Linked DNA regions of Zea mays: region 2 is linked to region 1. Evidence: chromatin contacts called from public Hi-C data. All regions are on one chromosome and are shown on one strand. The core of a region is the stretch at or near the end of the contact, and the rest is flanking DNA. Distances in the headings are between cores, read along the strand shown.

Region 1 (4,380 bases), core at 1,115-3,614:
GCCCGGCCGACTGTTGGCTCACCGGACAGTCCGGTGAATTTTAGCCGTACGCCGCCGACGAAGTCCCGAGAGCAGCTAGTTGACGGATGCCAGCCTGGCGCACCGGACAGTCCGGTGCACCCAGACTGAGCAGACTCTTGGCTGCTTCGAGCCACTCTTTTTCAATTGCATTTTCTCTGATTCTAACACTTAGACAAACATGTTAGTACACAAAAACCAATATACTAGGTCTAGAATCATACCTTTGTATTGATTTGCACCTTATCCATCATTTGACATAGTTTATCACTTAAGCACTTGTGTTGGACACTAAATCACCAAAATACTTAGAAATGGCCCAAGGGCACATTTCCCTTTCAGGGGCCCACATGCTAGTGACGGTGCCCAGGCTCGCGAACGCGAGGGAGATAGGTGGTCCACTAGTCAGCGTGAACACTGTTGGGCTCGGCGGGCCCACATTAGTCTTTCACCCCTTTTTCTTTTCTTTTAATTCTCTTTCTATTTTAGCTTTCATTTTCAATTTAAGTCTAGGTTTTGAAATTCAAGCTCTAATTTAGATGCAACAAACAAAATATTCCCAGTATGATGCAACAATATTTTATTATTTTGAACAATATTGATGCTTAATTCATGAGAGAGAAGAAGAAAATAATTCACTCATATCAACAATTAAAAATCTTTATGTTTATTAAAAGATTTTAAATTTTAACTTCTAGTTTTGAGACCTAAATCTAACTTTGACAATTCAAATTATAATATGACATTTACTTAATTTTCAAAAAATAATTTCTAAGCTAATAAAATCCTTATTTACGACATTTATTTAGAACTTAGAAAAATCTTTTTAATAAATCCAAAATAAGATTTTGGATGTTACAGCTGGTTCTAAGAATATTAAAGTCCTCACCTATCAAAGTTGATAGAGAGTTCTGCTTGCATGCTCTCACTAGTTCAGTCAAGAATGCATCTTTGTGATCATCTTGAGCTAGTCCATAATCCCTTCTACAATTACAGATAGCTCTAACGAGGCATCCCTACATCCTAACAACAATCCACCTGATCTCCCTTTTGGTGGTAGAAAAATACATAACACTATAACAGTGCAAAACTAGCTCTTAGTTAAGAACTCGTTTTGATGCATATGTATTTATGTTAATTCTTGCGAAGTAGATCGAAGTAAAAATTAATATAAATTTTATCTCAAACTATTCAACCATATATAGATTAAGACAGATATAGCGACTATTTTAAAGCATAAATGTGTCATCACATGCAAAATTGAAAGGGAAACAGAGTTTAACCATTTTCTATATTAATTTTGGTGCTTGATGACCATCACAATCTTTTGAACTAACTAGTTTGCTTAGGGAGTGTTTGTTTGAGATTATAATCTGACTGGATCATATACTCTAACATTTCTAAATAACACTTAGTTCAAATTTTTAGATTATTTAATCAAGTCAAAATATAATTCCACAAACAAACCCTTAGTATTTGATTTACAGGTTCATAACTTCGACAATTCATATAATCATGCACCGTCGTAATGCACAAATATTGTGGTAGTATGTATATTAAGGGACTGATTGGTTGGATACAGAACCAATTATCCAGGCTAAGCATATGCAAATCCATACTTTTGGTGTCCTATACTGATCTACTGTATAACATATGACTATGACCTGACTCCAGATAAACGAAACCCACGTCCATTTTCTCGGGGCTAGGCTACTGCGAGCGCGCTCAGAGCAGGAGCAACAACTAAGGGTCTGTTTGGTTGAGCTGTGGCTTTGAAAAAAGCTGTTGTGGGCTGTGAGCTGTGAAAAAGGCTGTTGCGGGTGTGAGCTGTTAGAAAGCTAAAAACCGTTTGGTGAAAACCACTAAAAGCCGTTAAAAGTTCTTCGATATATGTTTTTACAGTTACATCGGAAAGCCACTAAAAGTAGATCTAGTGGTGCTTTAAGTTTTGAATTGCGAGAAAGTCAGCTTTTAGATTAAGCTGCATTCTGAATCCGACCCTTTGGTTTGACTTTTGGTTTTTAGAGGGCAAAAACCAAAGTTAAAAAGCCAAACCAAACACACAAGCTCAGGAAGCAAGTATTTGTATAAAGTAACCAAACATCTTTTTAATATAAACCACATGTTAGCTAGACAACTGCCCGGATGCACCAAGCCGCCAGCTCGCGCAACGCAACCCATATGACAGACGGAAGAGCAGGGTGCTCTTCAACTCTCTTTCTTTTTGCAGCGCAGGACAGGAAACCGCATCTCCCGTTCCCGGCCGTTTATTATTAGCTGAGCTCGTGCCTCGTACACGAGGCCGGCCCTCTCGCTCTCGGTGCGTGCGTGGCTGAGCCGCTGAGAGGCAATACGCGGTGCGTGGGGTGTGGGGAGCGAGGCGGCGGCGACGAGGGTTTTGCTGCTCCGCACACCGCGCGCAGCGGCGACGCGACCGCAGCTCGTCGCCGCCCCGGTTCGAGGAGGAGGAGGAGGAGCCGGCTGAGGCGCCTGTGGTGGCTGCTGCGGCGGGAGCGGGAGCGCCATGAGGGGCGGCGGCGGGAGGCAGCCTTCCTATGCGGCGTCGGACGGGGCGGATGCGGATGCGGCGGCGGTCCCGGCTGCTTCCAGGAAGATGGTGCAGAGCCTCAAGGGGATCCTGGCCGACCGCTCGGAGGGCGAGATCTACGCCACCCTCTGCGACTGCGGCATGGACCCCGACATAGCCGTAGAGAGGCTCATCTCCCAGGGTAAGGGTATATACACGCTGCCTGTCTCTCTCTCCTCGCTCTAGCTCTGTCCTCGCGGGCTCCAACTGTTTAGTGTGGACGTTGTCGTGCGATGCCCGTTAGGGTTTGATTTTCCCCACCTTAGCACGGTGATTTGGCGCCGCGCTGATATGCGCGGTCTGTGTCGTATAAGTCGTAACCCCCATTTTGGACGGTTGCTGTTGAATTGCTTGCCAATCCGGTCTGGTTCTGCGGATGCTGTACGTTGTGACTTGTATTTGCTTGCCAGTTTTAGGTTCAACGTGGCTGTGAAGCATGGTGGGTAGTTTTAAACTTTTTAATTCAGACTAGTTAGTTGCCCGTATATTGCTACGGTAGACTTTGTTCAAATGAGATATTTATTCAAACCTGATTATGTTTTTTATTTTCAATTTATTAGTATACCTATATGTTTACTATATCTCTCATTTGTATAGCACAAAACAGTTGTGAGCTGAAGTGGTTAAAGTTTCTTGCCTTGCATCAAGAAGTGCAGGGTTCAAACCTCTTCCATGGGGGACGATGCGTGAAAAATTCACACTTAAATATAGTAGAGAAGAGATAGAGATGAGAGAACACTTTTTTCTCAACGAGCAACTTTTTTTGTGCATTTACGGATGTGTTTTTTGCAACAGATTGTGCCACCCATATGGTGTAATAATAGAGATGAAGAGGGGGGGGGGGGGGGGGGGTCATTTCCCTACATAAGTCCTGATTACTATTCCATTGTAATTCAGCTGTGTTGCAGGATCATGATACCTGGTCCATATGTTGGATTGAATATCATATAGACTGAAACTGTTGCGCCTAGCATAAACATGCCTTTGTCTTCAGCATTAGGAGTTTAGGACGTGTTTAAGCTCACTCATGTATTGCTTACCATTTTCTTGTTACTGGGTTTGCTCTGTTTATAACTTGGCATAGACACATTATCTATTTTCTTAAAAAACTCGTCCGGGAGAGAAAGACCGCCCTTCCGGTATTATATTAAGAAGAGACCGAAACATGGCCCCGGCCGAGAAAACCCTCGAACCCTGGCCCCCCATCACCAACGGGCCGATCAACTGCCCACGCTGCAACGGCCCAGCCAAAGGGTGGCGTGCAAGATTCCGTTCCCCGAGAGCGGGCGGGGCACAACGAGGAGATTTTTTTTAACCAAGCCTGAAATTTGCCACCGAGGGGGATCGAATCCGGGACCTAGAGGTGCTACTCGAAAGCCTTAACCGTTACGCCAAAGGCCCTTTCGCCATTATCTATTTTCTTGTAAATTGATGTGTACCATGTAGCGAATATTTGTTGGAAAGTAGAACTTTCAGTAATTTCAGTGTAGGGTTGCTTGGGTGCCAGTTACCAAAGGTTGTTTCAAAGTTATGAAAGCCTTCCATTAGTCCTTCTCATTCATTTTTTTTGTGTTTGGTCCTATTCTAAAGCACCATCTAACCCTTGCTTACCCATCTGATATTTTCTCTGCTGGAAATAAATCACTACTTTTATGGCTTATGTATTCCTAATAAATGAAGCATAGGATAGCATCTCTAGATCATTGGAGATCTTAAATGTTTGCTTATGATTTTCTCTGGCGGGGATTGCTTATGATTAATCTAACTTTATTTTT
Region 2 (4,618 bases), core at 51-2,550, 340 kb after region 1:
ACCGGACACTCTACTGTTCACTGTATGGTGAGTGCCACGTCAGTCGACCATTGGAGTTTAGAGCTGTTGATCGTTGAAGTCTTGTGTCCTCTTGCGGCATCGAACAGTCCGGTGGCACACCGGACAGTCCGGTGCGTTCTGACTTTGCAGACTGACTCTAACTTCTGACGGTCAGACTGTACTGCAGTCGACCGTTGACGAAGTTGACCTTTGCTCCGTTGGCTCACCGGATAGTCCGGTGAATTATAGCGGATTGACTCTGAGAAAACCCGAGGGTGGCAGTTCGCGAGGTGTTTCGGCCTAGGCACCGGACTCCGGTGCGCCACTGGTTGCACCAACTCTTGTTATTGCTCCAAACTTTGTAGAGTTGCCCAGATCACTTTCTTTGTTTGTTTATGTAAACTTTAGGCACCTGAGAGAAATAGCAACTAGGCAAACTAGTTAGTCTATATGGTTTGTGATGGACGTCAAACACGAAAATCGATTATAGGAAATATTTAGGCTATTTCCCTTTCAATTATGTAAACAAGTTAAATGACTTATTCTTTATTATCTGCTCCTTACGTTTATAAATATGCTTATGTTCACTCTTTGTTTGTAAACTCTTTTACTCATATGACCTTCGAGGAGCGGTTAGATGAAGGAAACACACTAACTTATGCTAACATGTTCCTTTCTATATCCCAAAAGATTTAAAAACAAATGTCCACCATCACCTTCATCCTTTGATAAAAGGACAAAGGCACTTATCATTTAATATTATGTTTTCTTATTTTTTTATTTTATTCAGCAGTTGAAAACAAATGACCAACACAATCCAGATTATATAATTGATGAGTAGAAATAAACACACCTATAGTAGAGAAAGACCAAAAATTTAAAAAATTGGGGGCAGACTACGCTTTTGGCAACAGTTGTAGCCTGCTCTCGTAGCCTTAGAGCAACTCCAATAGTTATGTAAATTTTAGCTCTCTAAATCACAGATTTAAGAAGTTGCTAAATGACTTTTAGAGTAAAAAATGTGAGTTCTTCAATAGTTCTCTAAATATAGGTTGTAATTTTGTTTTGTATTTATCCACATAAAAAATAAGTCACAAAACTATATAATGCAATCAACATTTTTGTTTAGGGAGTTGTTAAATGGTTGCCAAATGTAGAGAGAAAATAAGGTTAGATGGCAAGTTGTTAAATTTAGAAAGTTTATTTAGAGAACTACTGGAGTTGCTCTTAGGCCGTCGAAAAGAAAGAAGGGAAATGGTTGCTCTGGTCTTAAAAGAGCCCAGCCCAATCTATAGTCTACACAGCCCATTGCCGCGCTCACTAAGAAATTAGTAAGAGGCAATCTCAATCGTTGAAGCAGCCCCGCGCTCCCCATCCCGCCGTCCACGCTCCCATCACTCATCACCCGCAGTCCCCTTCTCCGTCCTCCCGCCCGCGACTTCACCGATTCACGCCGGCACTTGCGAGGCGGCTAAACCCTAGCTAAACCCACTACCGCTCCCCCGAAAACAGTCGCCGCCGGTGCCAGCAGTTAGGAGCGGCGGCAGGATGAGGAAGAAGGTGGACGAGCGCATCCGCACGATGATCGAGAACGGCGTGCGGCAGCGGCAGCGCTCCATGTTCGTCATCGTCGGCGACAAGTCGCGCGATCAGATCGTCAATCTCAACTACATGCTCACCAAGTCCCGCGTCAAGTCGCGCCCCTCCGTCCTCTGGTGCTACCGCGACAAGCTCGAGATCAGCAGGTGATGATGGTGCCCTTGCGGCTGGCCGCGTTTTCCTCCGCCACCGCACGCTTGCTTTACTTTACTTGGTGCTCGGTTAGTGAATGCAGAGATGACGCGGCTTGCATTGTGCAGTGCTGTATATTTACTTCCCTATTTGTCATTGTTTCATCCTGTACCGTAGTCACAAGAAGAAGCGCGGCAAGCAGATCAAGAAGCTCATGCAGCGGGGTCTCCTGGACCCTGAGAAGGCCGACCCGTTCTCCCTCTTCATGGAGACCTCGGACATTACATACTGCCTCTACAGGGACTCTGAGCGGGTCCTTGGCAACACGTTCGGCATGTGCATACTGCAGGTTCTTCCTGAAACTTCTCTTCTATTCCATTTGGCTGAGGCTGCCATCCTCGGCTTTCTTGTTGCTGAATTTTCTTTGTTGTTGCTACAGGACTTTGAGGCACTGACGCCTAACCTTCTTGCACGGACCATTGAGACAGTTGAGGGTGGCGGTTTGATAATCTTGCTGCTCCGCTCGCTGTCCTCACTAACCAGTCTCTATACAATGGTCATGGTGAGTTTCATTTCTCCCCTGCATTTTACTTATCTTTCACCCATACACAGTCAATTAAGTAAGGAGTTTTGATAGTTTTTTTGGTTTCGTGTTGTCTATTAAGAATGAAGAATCTCTATACCACCTGCCCCATGCGCCATTCCCCATCCGCGCTGAATTAGATTTTGAGTTTGGTTCTTTCTGTTCCAACAGGATGTCCATGAAAGGTTTCGAACGGAGTCTCATACTCAAGCGGCTGCAAGGTTCAATGAGAGGTTCTTGCTGTCTATAGCATCATGCAAAGCATGTGTTGTGATGGATGATGAACTTAACATTTTGCCGATATCCTCTCACATGAAATTCATACAACCAGTTACAAACAATGAGGTATGGGTGCTTAATTCCATTTCCTTTATTGGTATGTTAAGCATTCCTTTTTTCCCAATAAGACTTCTTCTCTTCTATCCTATGATGAATGACTGCTGAGTTTTCCAAGTTCTGGTGAATCTCTTGGATATTTTGTTTCTGTAATTCATATCATTTGATTCCTCTGCAATGTGCATTTTTTAATCATGTGCCTAGGATTCTGAAGGTTTGTCGGAACGGGAGAGGGAGTTGAAAGAACTCAAGGATCAATTTCGCGAAGACTTTCCCGTTGGCCCGTTGATTGGAAAGTGCTGCACAATGGATCAGGTGCAGTTCAATGCTAATTCTATCAATATTTTCACAAAAAAGATTCTTGTGCCATATGTTGAAACTTAAAGTCACTTGCAGGGTAAAGCTGTCATCAATTTTCTAGACTCTATTTTGGATAAGTCCCTGAGGAGTACAGTTGCTTTGCTTGCTGCTCGTGGACGTGGTAAATCAGCAGCTCTTGGTCTTGCCATTGCTGGAGCTGTAGCAGCTGGGTAAAGCTCAACCCAATGGAAGTCAATATTTAGTCGAATGTGCTATTCTTCTTAGTGCAAATTGTTTGACTTCTTAGGTATTCAAATATATTTGTCACCGCTCCAAGTCCAGAGAACTTAAAAACTTTGTTTGACTTTGTGTGCAAGGGAATAAATGCATTGGAGTACAAGGTGCTTTTCTGCTATTTTGTTTTGTTGTTGAAGTGTAGCTGTGTTCTTTACATAGGATTTTTATGCTTATATTTCCTCTTTCAGGAGCATTTGCACTATGATGTGATGAAGAGTGCCGACCCAGAACTGAAGAAAGCAACAATTCAAATAAATGTCTATAAGCAACATCGTCAGACAATCCAGGTAATAACTTGATTGCTTGCCAAACCTACAATTAGTGTTTGATAGTCCTATCCAAAGCACCCAGGATGATGCTTCATTCTGAAGCTCACTTTGCAGATAAGTTGGAGACTGACTTCAGCTTATGTGTTCTAAAGAGTCTTAGCTTTCCCTGTGGAACTTAGGGGTTGGTTTTCATTTTAGAGGGCTTAGATTTTATTGATTGGGCTTAAGTTTCCTCAGGGAGGTAAAACAGTAATTACTTCTCAAGATGTTGTAAAATAATGACTTGTTTAAATGCTGTTTAAGCAGAGTAATGCACAATTTAACTAGTGTGATGACAATCATTATGGACCATAGTAGTTGTGTACTTGTTTCTTAGAGAGGCAGAAGGCAAAAGGCTGTTCAAGATAAACCTGTGGTTGATTGTATGGTTAGGTGTGAACCTACTGAGATGGTTGGGTGTAGAATAGAAATCAAATGGATTCGATTTTAATTACTCAAAGATATATTTTATGTTCACCTGCTGCCTGGTTGAGATTATGGTTTACTATGCTATCTGCTTTAGTCATTTGGCAGTCAATAACATAAAAATGCTCGTATTGTCATACCATTTTTGTAACTCATATGAATGTGGAGTCTACACTTATAGTGCTAACTTGAACAATTGATCACTAATTTGTTATGAATCTAGAAATACATATCCTATCAGCGAATAATGTAAATGGTGAAATAATAGGTTGACTTACACGAAATTATTAGTAGCATGGTGGTTGGTTGCCGAGTAGTGGTAACAGACAGCCAGGGATCAAATCCTGGCTTGCCAAAAAAGAGACCCCCTTGCTGTGTCTCCCCTAAAAAAATAGTGGCAGGGCACCGGCCCTGTGATAATGCTACAGTCCTACCTGTGGGTAATGGCAGTGGCCTCCGGCCCAAGCTACAGTGCGGCCCTATAGGGTGAGGCCATAGTTTGAGGGTTTTCTCGTCCGGTTCGGCTGAGGTTTCTCCTTATCGCAAAGCAGTGGAGCGGTCTTTCCCCCACTGGTTGAGTTCTCTTTATTGTGCAAGATAAGTTATATTGCATTTCATCCCAATGGAAAAATGTATC

Evidence for each region. A called contact is a pair of places that touch in the nucleus more often than the background predicts.
Region 2: a contact with region 1 is called in a Hi-C map of leaf, with 5 times the contacts expected there. The contact joins the promoter of LOC109941429 here to the promoter of LOC100280182 in region 1. A contact is called at or near these places in 2 of 25 Hi-C or Micro-C datasets (endosperm and leaf).

Annotation. Positions count from the first base shown.
Region 1 is chr8:75,925,598-75,929,977 of Zm-B73-REFERENCE-NAM-5.0, forward strand. It overlaps LOC100280182 (Putative DUF1296 domain containing family protein), which reads left to right and starts at 2,365. Exons shown (of 10, transcript NM_001153114.1): 1 at 2,365-2,747. The coding sequence starts at 2,543.
Region 2 is chr8:76,263,231-76,267,848 of Zm-B73-REFERENCE-NAM-5.0, forward strand. LOC109941429 (RNA cytidine acetyltransferase 1) reads left to right here and starts at 1,301. Exons shown (of 25, transcript XM_020542378.2): 1 at 1,301-1,745; 2 at 1,909-2,080; 3 at 2,171-2,293; 4 at 2,486-2,659; 5 at 2,855-2,965; 6 at 3,047-3,180; 7 at 3,258-3,351; 8 at 3,436-3,534. The coding sequence starts at 1,549.